3 separate regions of the Sus scrofa genome follow, and all the other regions are linked to region 1. Evidence: chromatin contacts called from public Hi-C and HiChIP or PLAC-seq data. All regions are on one chromosome and are shown on one strand. The core of a region is the stretch at or near the end of the contact, and the rest is flanking DNA. Distances in the headings are between cores, read along the strand shown. Region 1 holds the start of REV3L (DNA polymerase zeta catalytic subunit). Region 2 holds the start of RPF2 (ribosome production factor 2 homolog). Region 3 holds the start of SLC16A10 (monocarboxylate transporter 10).

The links. A called contact is a pair of places that touch in the nucleus more often than the background predicts. HiChIP or PLAC-seq counts read pairs in DNA pulled down with a chosen protein or histone mark.
Region 2: a contact with region 1 is called in an H3K27ac HiChIP or PLAC-seq map of alveolar macrophages. The contact joins the promoter of RPF2 here to the promoter of REV3L in region 1. A contact is called at or near these places in 1 of 47 Hi-C or Micro-C datasets (epiblast stem cells) and 1 of 2 datasets of contacts at active chromatin or transcription factors (alveolar macrophages).
Region 3: a contact with region 1 is called in a Hi-C map of heart right ventricle, with 2.4 times the contacts expected there. The contact joins the promoter of SLC16A10 here to the promoter of REV3L in region 1. A contact is called at or near these places in 2 of 47 Hi-C or Micro-C datasets (embryonic fibroblasts and heart right ventricle).

What each region holds. Positions count from the first base shown.
Region 1 is chr1:77,399,002-77,402,132 of Sscrofa11.1, forward strand. REV3L (DNA polymerase zeta catalytic subunit) reads right to left here and starts at 1,550. Exons shown (of 33, transcript XM_021091241.1): 1 at 959-1,550. It overlaps LOC102167874, which reads left to right and starts at 1,096. Exons shown (of 5, transcript XM_021084615.1): 1 at 1,096-1,395; 2 at 1,536-1,698; 3 at 1,871-1,908. The coding sequence starts at 1,096. It overlaps LOC110260596 (a long non-coding RNA gene), which reads left to right and starts at 1,917. Exons shown (of 2, transcript XR_002343829.1): 1 at 1,917-2,012; 2 at 2,974-3,131.
Region 2 is chr1:76,915,672-76,918,802 of Sscrofa11.1, forward strand. It overlaps RPF2 (ribosome production factor 2 homolog), which reads left to right and starts at 1,443. Exons shown (of 9, transcript XM_021091234.1): 1 at 1,443-1,625.
Region 3 is chr1:76,996,911-77,000,041 of Sscrofa11.1, forward strand. It overlaps SLC16A10 (monocarboxylate transporter 10), which reads left to right and starts at 1,449. Exons shown (of 6, transcript XM_021091212.1): 1 at 1,449-1,998. The coding sequence starts at 1,662.

The DNA.
Region 1 (3,131 bases), core at 300-2,799:
TTAAAAACCCTGTAAATTTGGCCACTATGCTATTTATAGTATCATAAATGCCCAAGAGCTTTAGAGAACGTGGCTTCTGTCTCCCCGCCCCACTTGTTCTTCAAAATAGTTTTTGTCTTAAACGTATGTGTATTTAAAATGTAATCCTACAACCCAGCAGAGAGGCATTTTCTTTAATGTTTGCGTCGCTGGGTTTAGCTGTGGTTCCTAAGATATTCACGCTATTAAGTGGGATGTTTTATGTTAGGCAACATAAACACGCATTTCCTACTTCCGTGGATACACGTTTCCCTGAAAGCCATGCACCTGGGGAGGCAGCCCTATTCCGACTCTGAGGCTTTCAACTCTAAGGAGTTATGACTGCACTCACAGCAGAACCACATGGTCACTTCAATGAGAAAGATCCGCTGGCCCCAGGCGCCCCCCTTCAGCCCTCGGCATCTCCAGAAAGGGCAGAGGAGAGCGCTGCTGAGAAAAGGCGACGAGGAAGGACTGACGACAGAGGTGACACTTCCCCACACGACCTAAGGCCATTGCCAGCAAGGGGCACTTGGGAGACGCAGAGGGTGCCCCACCAGCGACCGATCTCAGAGCGCAGCCCTGCGCACCCACTCGAGGAGGACGCGGCGCGGCCACCCGGCTAGTCCTCCGGGGCGAGAGCGGCGCCCGCCTGCCCGCGACCCCGTATGCGGACTCGGCAAGCGACCGCCGCACGCAGTGTAAACAGTCGGCGCCCGCCGCCTCCCCGCCACAGGCTGGATGGGGGGAGGGCCGTCGCGCTCGCGCGGACCCACATTTTTGCGCCTCTGTCACGCGCGTGAGGAAAAGCGACGAGGGTGAAGGGGAGGGAAGTCGCGGCAGCCGTCCGCCGAAAGGGCCGGTGGCGTGCGCGCGAGTGCGCGGCGGGGAGGGCTGCCCCGGCGCCCGCCGCTCACGCCCGCGCCCCGCGCCCGCTTACCTGCCGGGGTCGCTCCGAAGATTCGCACCACCGGCACCTTCTTGACAGGGGCCTGGGTGAGGGGGCATTGGCAGATATCCAGCCCCTGCAGCGGGCTGGCCATGTAGTAGTCGGCAGTCACGATCCTCACTGAGAACATGTTCGCCGCCGCCGCCGCCGCCACCGCCTTCTCTTCACTAGCGACCTGGCAGCGGCGGCTCCTTCCGCAGCGGCGGCCCCACAGCAACGGTGGCGGCGGCGCCCCCTCCCCTCCGCGGCTCGGCCCCCTCCTCTCACACTCCGACAACGCGAGCAGCGGCGGCGGGCGGGGCTGTGTGGCAAGGCGGCCGCCTCCTCAGGAGCACCCGGCGAGGGGCGACAGGAGAGAAGCCCTCACGCTTTCGTCGGTGCTGCTGCTGGTGCTGCCACCACTGCCGCCGCCGCCGGGAATCACACGGGCTCCTCGGTCCCAGGCTGCAGCTCTTGTTGCCATGATGATGATGTCACGGACGCAACCACTGGGGGAGGGGAGAAGGGGGTTGAGTGTGTGGCGAAGGGAGGGCTGTGAGTAGTTGGGGGAGGGGACGCGGCGGGAAAGGGAGGGAGCTGGGCGGGCGCCCGACCGGGACACCCAGGCGGGGGTCGAGAAGGTGGTTTCTCCCCCGCCCTCGGGCAAGCGGCGAGGGAGGAGGCTGCCGTCAAGCTGGGTTCGCGACCGGCTGGGGGGATCGATGACTCGGCCGGTGGGCACGGCCACCTGGGTGAGGGGCCGCGGAGGAGGGGGGGGGGCGGAGCGCCGATGTCATGGATGGGCTCCGAGGGCCTGGCGGGAGGGGGGCGCCAGTGTTCAGGGCCGTTTTGGTGGCGAGGAGGGATTGGCCTGAGCCGCAGTGCTCGCGCTCGCCTCGCCGACCGCCATTTCACATCCTGCAGAGAAGGCGGGGGCAGCCGCGGAAACAGCTTTTTACAAGGTAAGAGAACCCGCCCGCGGGGGGGGCGGGGAGACAAGGCGCAGATCTCGTGCCGCCGCGGCCTCGCGGGAGGGTGAGCGGCTGACACCAACAGCCCTTCTCAGGTAGCGCGGCAGACCCGCGCGTGGCCCGGGGGCGGTGCGAGGGGCGGGCGCCTGAGCGCGGGCTGCGGCCTATAAAAGGGCCGCCCCGGCGCTCCCTCCCGGACGTACGGCGCGAGCCGCCGCGCCCCCTCCTTCGTGGTGCTGCAGTGTCTGCGCCCAGCAGCTTAATGAGATTTATTCACGTTCGGCTATGTTCGGCTTTGCCAGGGGTTGGCAGATCCAGTGCACAGGGATTTCCCACCACGGTGTTTTTCTCCCGCCCCTTTCCTTTCTTCTCGCCTTAGTATCCCCCGCCTAGTTTCCTCCCCGGGGCCGGTAGGCTGCGTCCTGGGCGCGCGCCTGAACATGTACGGACTTGTCATTTCCCGGTGACCTCCCTCCTCCTCTCCCTCTCCTCTCTTCCCCGGCGGAATGTAGGATTAAGAACCTTTCAGCGAAATCTTCGGCCAGGGAAAAAGCCCCTGAAAGTCACTGCGTCAGATGTGGGCTCACAATGTTATTCATTAACAGTTGGTGTGAGGTTTTACTACCCTAAGGCATAAAAGCAAAAGGGAGCGGGCGGGGAAGAACCGTTAGACAAAACAACTTTATCCAGAAAGGAGGGGGGCTAGGGGTGCAGTTGTGAAATCCAGAAAAAAAGGGTAGGAGCAGATGGGGCTGGGTTGGCCATTTTATTGGAACCGTTGGCGTTTTGTCTGACTTGATCCCTAATATTGGGTGTGACCTTGGACAAATAAATTGGTTTCTTGGGGCCTCAGTTTCTTCATCTGTGAAACGAGAGTTCCTCTTAAAAATCCACAAATCTTCCCAACAAAAAGATTTAAGCAGTAGGAGACAGAACCGTGGTTTCAAGTTTGAAATATACCACTTAATTACGACCTTTGACAGTTATATTCAGTTTACCCAAATTAGAGATTCTTTCACGCATGTTATTATATAGGTGTATTTTAATGATTACTAGGTTGCCTTGTATTTGAACTGGTGTGAGAGATCCTTATTTGGAACCATCGTGGGTCTTAAAAGGCTCAAAGACACAGATCACTGGTAAGCTGTCTATAAATTCCATAACGTATAATGCTAATAAGAATTTATGCTTCAAGGGATTTGAGACTGATTACC
Region 2 (3,131 bases), core at 193-2,692, 480 kb before region 1:
GTTTGGCAGTTCCTCAAAATGTCACCCATAATGGGGCTTACCATATGCAGTTCTACTTCTATAGAATTGGAGAAAATCTAAACAAAAACCCTGTACATGGATATTGAAAGCAGCATAATCCATAATAAAAAGGTGGAAACATTTTTGAATGGATAAACATTACGTATCTATAGAATTGACAATTATTTTGTCCTACATAAAGAATGCACTGAGGAGTTCCTGCTGTGGTTCAGTGGATTAAGAATTAACTGCACCTGCAGCATAAGTTGCAGCTGTGGCTTGGATTTGATTCCTGGCCTGAGAAATTCCATATGCCACAGGTGCAGCCAAAAAAAAAAGTGTACTGAGAATTAAGTACTGATACATGCATCAACACATATGACCCTGTATGAAAACATGTGAACATATATGAACACAGTAAGTGAAATAAGCCAGACACAAAAGGACACATATTGTATAAATTCATTTATATGCTGTGTTCTCAATAGGTACATCTACCCAGACATAGCTCAGGGGAGGTAAGAGCGGAAAGTGGGAGAATTCCCTGGTGGCCCAGTGGGCTAAGTCACTGCTATGGATCAGGTGGATGCTTTTGGGTCACTTCACTTGCCCCAGGATGTGGGGGGGGGGGTTCCCTGGTCCCTAAACTTTTACATTCTGTAGAAGGGGCAAAAAAAAAAAAAAGAGTGGAAATGGCTGAGTGCTACTAGGTTAGGAGATAGGTGATATAAAATGTTCTGTAATTAGATAGTGGTGATGGATGTACATCTTTGTAAATACACTAAAGACACTAAATTGTACACTTTACAGGGATAACTTATAGTAAGTGAAGTATACAGCAATTTGCAATTTTGGGGAAAAATAACGATTAAGAGCTGTTATATTATGGACACCTCTTACGTGCCAGGCACTGTTATAAACTCTGCTTTACTGGTATTGCATTTATGTCAGTAGTGCACATTTTAGGAATTCCCATCTTGGCTCAGTGGTTGACCTACCAGACTAGTAACTATGAGGTTGCGGGTTGGATACCTGGCTTGGCTCAGAGTTTAAGGAGCAGGGGTGGTAGTGAGCTGTGGTGTAGGTCGCAGACGAGGCTTGGATCCTCCGTTTCTGTGGCTGTGGTATAGGCTGGCGGCTGCAGCTCCGATTTGAACCCTAGCCTGGGAACCTCCATATGCCACAGGTGCGGCCCTAAAAAGCAAAATAAAAAAAAAAAAAAAAAGAAAAAGCGCATTTCACTGATAACTTTAGTATAATGTATCTATTGACATCAACCTTTCTAGCATCCCGAGGGGATTCCCAGATCACTAACACCTGGTCCTTGAATAGATGAGTCCGCTATACATACAGGTGTGTTCATCAAGCTCCTAGAGGTACTTCCAGAAAAAAACCCAGGCAGGAACCTGTAACCAAGGTAACAGAGCGCGATTTCATCAAAAACGGCCGCTAGTGTCTCTAGGCTTCCGTGGCGGGGCGGCCCCAGGAAGTGACGTAGCGCACAAGTTCCGGTTCCGCGGATCCGCCAGTTCCGCCCTTGCCAAAGCCCGGCATTGTAGTGAGCGGTACACGTGCATTCATCTGTTTCTTGTTGCGGTAGCGATGGACGCTTTGGATCGAGTTGTGTAAGTGCGTTAGGCCCCTTCCCTGGGTAACGTTGGGCAGGGGGTTCCTGTAGCAGAACGGAGTGGTAGAGCCTCTGTCTCCAGCTCTTCCTGGCCGCACACTTGCCTTAGAACCGTTCCGGTCCGGGCGGATCTATGCATTAGCCTGGCGCTCCCTCTGTGGATGCTGCAGGGAGACGAAGAGCCGGAAAGTCCACGAGTGGGAGCCGCTGGGTGGAGGTGGTACGGGGGCATTGGACGCTTGTGTGGTAGCCAATTGGAAATGTCTTGGCTTCCACAGAAGTGTGAGGAAAGTGGTAGAGGGAGGGGTTCCGAACACAGGCCGCAGAATCTGACAGATTTAGGCGACAGTCCAGGCGTGTCCACCGTAAAGCTTTGTGTCTGGTCCTTTTAATCTCCCTAAGTCTCAGTTGCTCTATAAAATAGTGTTCATAATAGTCGTACTTCAGGAAACTGAGGATTATTTGCAAGAATGTATACAAAGCCTTTGCTTCAGCAAGTAGACATTCTCATTAGCTTTTTCTTTTTTTTCCGTTTAGCCCCGCATCGGGGCCCTGTATCGAACCCGAGCTACAGCAGTGACAACAGCGGAGTCTTTAACCACTAGGCCACCAAGGAACTTCCATCATTAGCTTTTTCTCTTTCTCCCAAACTTGTACAGTTCTTAGTTATTCTTGAATGTCTATTTTAAATTCCTTCAGGAAATAGTAATCCATCTCTCAAATAGTTCTGCTGTTACTTGCCATGCTTTTCTTGCGTGTAACCTGGGTTAACATGTAATCAGGGGGTTCCCATCCTGGCTCAGCGGTAACCAACCAGACTGTTACCCATAAGAATGTGGTTTCCATCCCTGGCCTCGCTCAGTGGGTTAAGGATCCGGCCTTGAGGTGAGCTGCGGCTTAGGTATGTCGCCGACGCAGCTCGGATCCTGCGTGGCTGTGGCATGGGCTAGCACCTGCAGCTCCAGTTTGACCCCTAGCCTGGGAACTTCATATGCCGCAGGTGCGGCCCTAAAAATCGAAAACAGACCAACATGTAATCAAAAGGACAAATTTTTCTTTTGGTCATTAATTCAGAGATTTTTGTGTATCTGCTGTATATTCCTCCAGGTATGAGGGCTACACAGATGAATAAGACTAGATTACTGTCTCATTGGGGGACAAACAGTAGTAAAATGTACAGAGTGTTATTTACCTTACTTACTGGTGAGAAGTAAATCACATGGAATACAGAGCTTATAGCACTTTTATTGCCATGTAGACGCATAAATCTCTCTTGATTTGACGGAAAAATATGTATCTTTATCAACTAGTAAATGATTAGAAACTGTATGTCCTTGACATTTTATCTGGAGGAGAATTTTTAAACTCTGCATGGTAAGGTAAGTGTGTGTATATATTTTTTTTTTGGAGAAAATGGAGTTGTTTCCCCTTAATGGTTTTTTTTTTTTTTTTTTTTTTAAGCTGGTTCCCTTCATGTTTTGCATAGTGATTGCTCTCAATGGGT
Region 3 (3,131 bases), core at 199-2,698, 400 kb before region 1:
AAAAAAAAAGACTGGGAGGAAACATGGTAGATGTGTGGCTTTGTGAGCAATCAGGAAGATTTTTTTTTTTTTTTTTTTTTTTTTTTTTTTTTGTCTTTTTGCCTTTTCTAGGGTCACTCCTGGGGCCTATGGAAGTTTCCAGGCTAGGGGTCTAATCGGAGCTGGAGCTGCTGGCCTACACCAGAACCACAGTGACGCGGGATCCGAGCTGAATCTGCGACCTACACCACAGCTCACGGCAACGCCGGATCCTTAACCAGCTGAGCAAGGCCAGGGATCGAACCCATGTCCTCATGGATGCTAGTCAGGTTCGTTAACCACTGAGCCATGACGAGAACTCCGTATAAGACTGTTCTTTAGTTTACCATTCTAACCCCATCCCTTAGATATATTATTCTTGAGCTTTGCTCCCTGTTCCTCAAGCAAACTGCTTTCCCTTAGCTTGTGCTATTCTCGCTACCTAGAATGCTCTTCCCCTATCTTTGTCCACTGAAGTTCCCTGTATGATTCAGCACTCAGCTCAAAAGCTATTTGCTGCAGAAGCTCTTCTTTACTGTTTTGAAGGAATACATGTTCCTTTCTCAGAACTTCTTCCTACCAGTGTTTTGAATGGGCAGAGACAAATATGATCACTCACACTCATTTGTGTACTCCGTCATAAAGTATGGTAACTAGCATATTTTGACTTTGAAGTGAAGAATCCGAGTAACTGAGAAAGAATTGTACTCAACACCGCATAACTAGTTACTCTTCTTTCTTTTACATATGTTTTTGCTCCATGCTTCAGGGAGACAGAGGAGTTGAATACAGGTGTTAGCTTTTGTTTAAAGTGCAAACAATTGTGCTGCAGTTTAATGTTTTCTAGCTGTCTGTCAAAAACGTGTGTTATTTGAAGAACTTGGTATTTGTTACTGGAAGACCAGTCTGTCTTTCAAAATGAGCCCGTTCAACATGCCAAATATTCACGGCAAATCATATACGAATCCAGGAGAAATTAGATAAGGCCTCCGATCTTTCCGACTTCTTTTTAAGTAAGCAGGTGGCATGACGTATCTTATATATTATGATTAGTAATAAGAGGTTAATGCCAAGAAACAAAACAAAAAGAAAACAAAGAGACGATGTTTGGTCGTGAGGCTGTCAGTGAGCTGAGGCTAAAGAAGTTCGGTAGTGTGGTCCCCATGACCCACCCAACCTGCACCTAGGAGGAGACGCGCCCCTTCCGTTAACACTTTGTGGCGGCGTGACCTAGACATCTGTGACCCCCTCTAGGAGGAGGACCTCTCGCAGGCGCGCGCGCAGATTCAGCCACCCGCAGGCACCTGGTCCGCGCGCGGTGGGCGGGGGGTGGGCCCCCTGCGCTCTCAGGAAGCCCAATCATCTGGAGATTCCGGGGCAGGTCCCGCCGCCGGCCACGCCCCCAGGCGGCGGGGCGGGGGGCGTCTTTAAGAGCCGGCGGCCGGGCTGCCTGTTCAGTCCGGGTGCGGGGCGGTAGCCTGGGAGGCCTGAGTTTAATCCCTGCGCCGCCCGCCCACCGGGGGCTCCACTGCCCTTGCCTCGGCCTCACTAGCCCGCCAGCCCAAGTCGGCGGCTCCTCCGCGAGTTCGCCGGGAACTCGTGCCCCTCGCTTTCCCCGGCGCCCAAGGGGGCCGCTTCGGGCCATGGTGCGCTCCCAGGAGGAGCCCGCCGCTGCGCGGGGAACGAGCGAGGCGCAGCCGGCCGGCCCCGCGCCCCTGGGGGCCGCTCCGTTGCCTGGCTCGGGACCCTTGGACGGCCCGGAGGCAGTGGCGGCGGAGAAGGTGGAGGTAGAGCTGGTGGGGCCGGCGGGCGCCGAGCCCCCTGAACCCCCTGAGGGCGGCTGGGGCTGGGTGGTGATGCTGGCAGCCATGTGGTGCAACGGGTCGGTGTTCGGTTTCCAGAACGCCTGCGGGGTGCTCTTCGTGTCTATGCTGAAGACCTTCGGGTCCAAGGACGATGACAAGATGGTCTTCAAGACAGGTGAGGCACAGCGCCGGCCGCAGCCAGCCCCGGGGTGGGGGCGAGCGCGGGGACCCCTGCGCATCCCGCGTATTCCGCGTGCTGAGTGAGCGTCAGCACCGCCGTGTGCGCCTCGGTGGGTCCCTGGGTGCTGAGGGTGTGGGAGGTGGGTCTGTCTAATAGCAAAAGCAGCCTGCAGCTCCAGGGGCCTCAGTGCGCCGGTCTTTGTATTGAATCCAGATGGAGGGAAAATATTTGGAAACAAGTCGCAAAACTTACTTGCCTAGATCTTCCTGCTTTCCTCGCTGCAGAATAGGGGTTAAGAGTCTGCGGTAGACTTTAATTTTTGAAAACAAAGGTACACTTCCAAACCCTATTACACCGCTCCGTCATTTTCACGGTCTCCTTCGTGACCGTGACAGTTGGGTTTTTGTTCATTTGACCCCGGCACTACGGAGGGCTGTGAGTGTTGGGGGGAGGCAGGGTTGGCGAGATGAATTAGGTATTCCAAGGTCACTGGAATTCCGAAGGGAGCCCAGAAGGAACCACGGTTTCTTGGTGGCTTTTTTTGGAGGGAGGTAGAGGTTGGGGGAAGGGGGGGTGTCACTTTGCTAAATATAGAAACCATGGGAGGCAGCCAGATCCGGGACTGGGAAGAGGAAGGTGAAGGGTTGTCATATACCAAGCTAGATGAAAAAGGTACAGACTCAACATTTTTTTCCTTGTAGGGGGTTACTATTTGACCTACCAAGTCCAAGACCTTCTGTGTAACTCATTCATTATTTCACTTCACCCTGCAAGGCAGGCGTTGTCAACCCCATTTAGGTGAGAAAAGCAAAGCTTAGTGTAATATAGTGTCTTAGTGAGGCCAGAATGGAGATAAAACACACATCTTGAGACTTAAAAGGGCTACATGATTTCCATTACTATATCAGGCTTCCCTCCCTGCCATTTGTGGATCTTTATATGGTTAATAGTCTTTTTTTTTAAATTTTCAATTATTTTTAGAGTAAATTTTCCTTAAGTCTTTGGTGTGCATAGAAAAATTGATGCAAGACTGTTAGATTCTAAGGGAGAGGTATATTGGGAGTTTTAAAGCCTTATATATTGAGTAATATACTGTATGTATCATTATGCAGCTTGTTTTCTTCTAC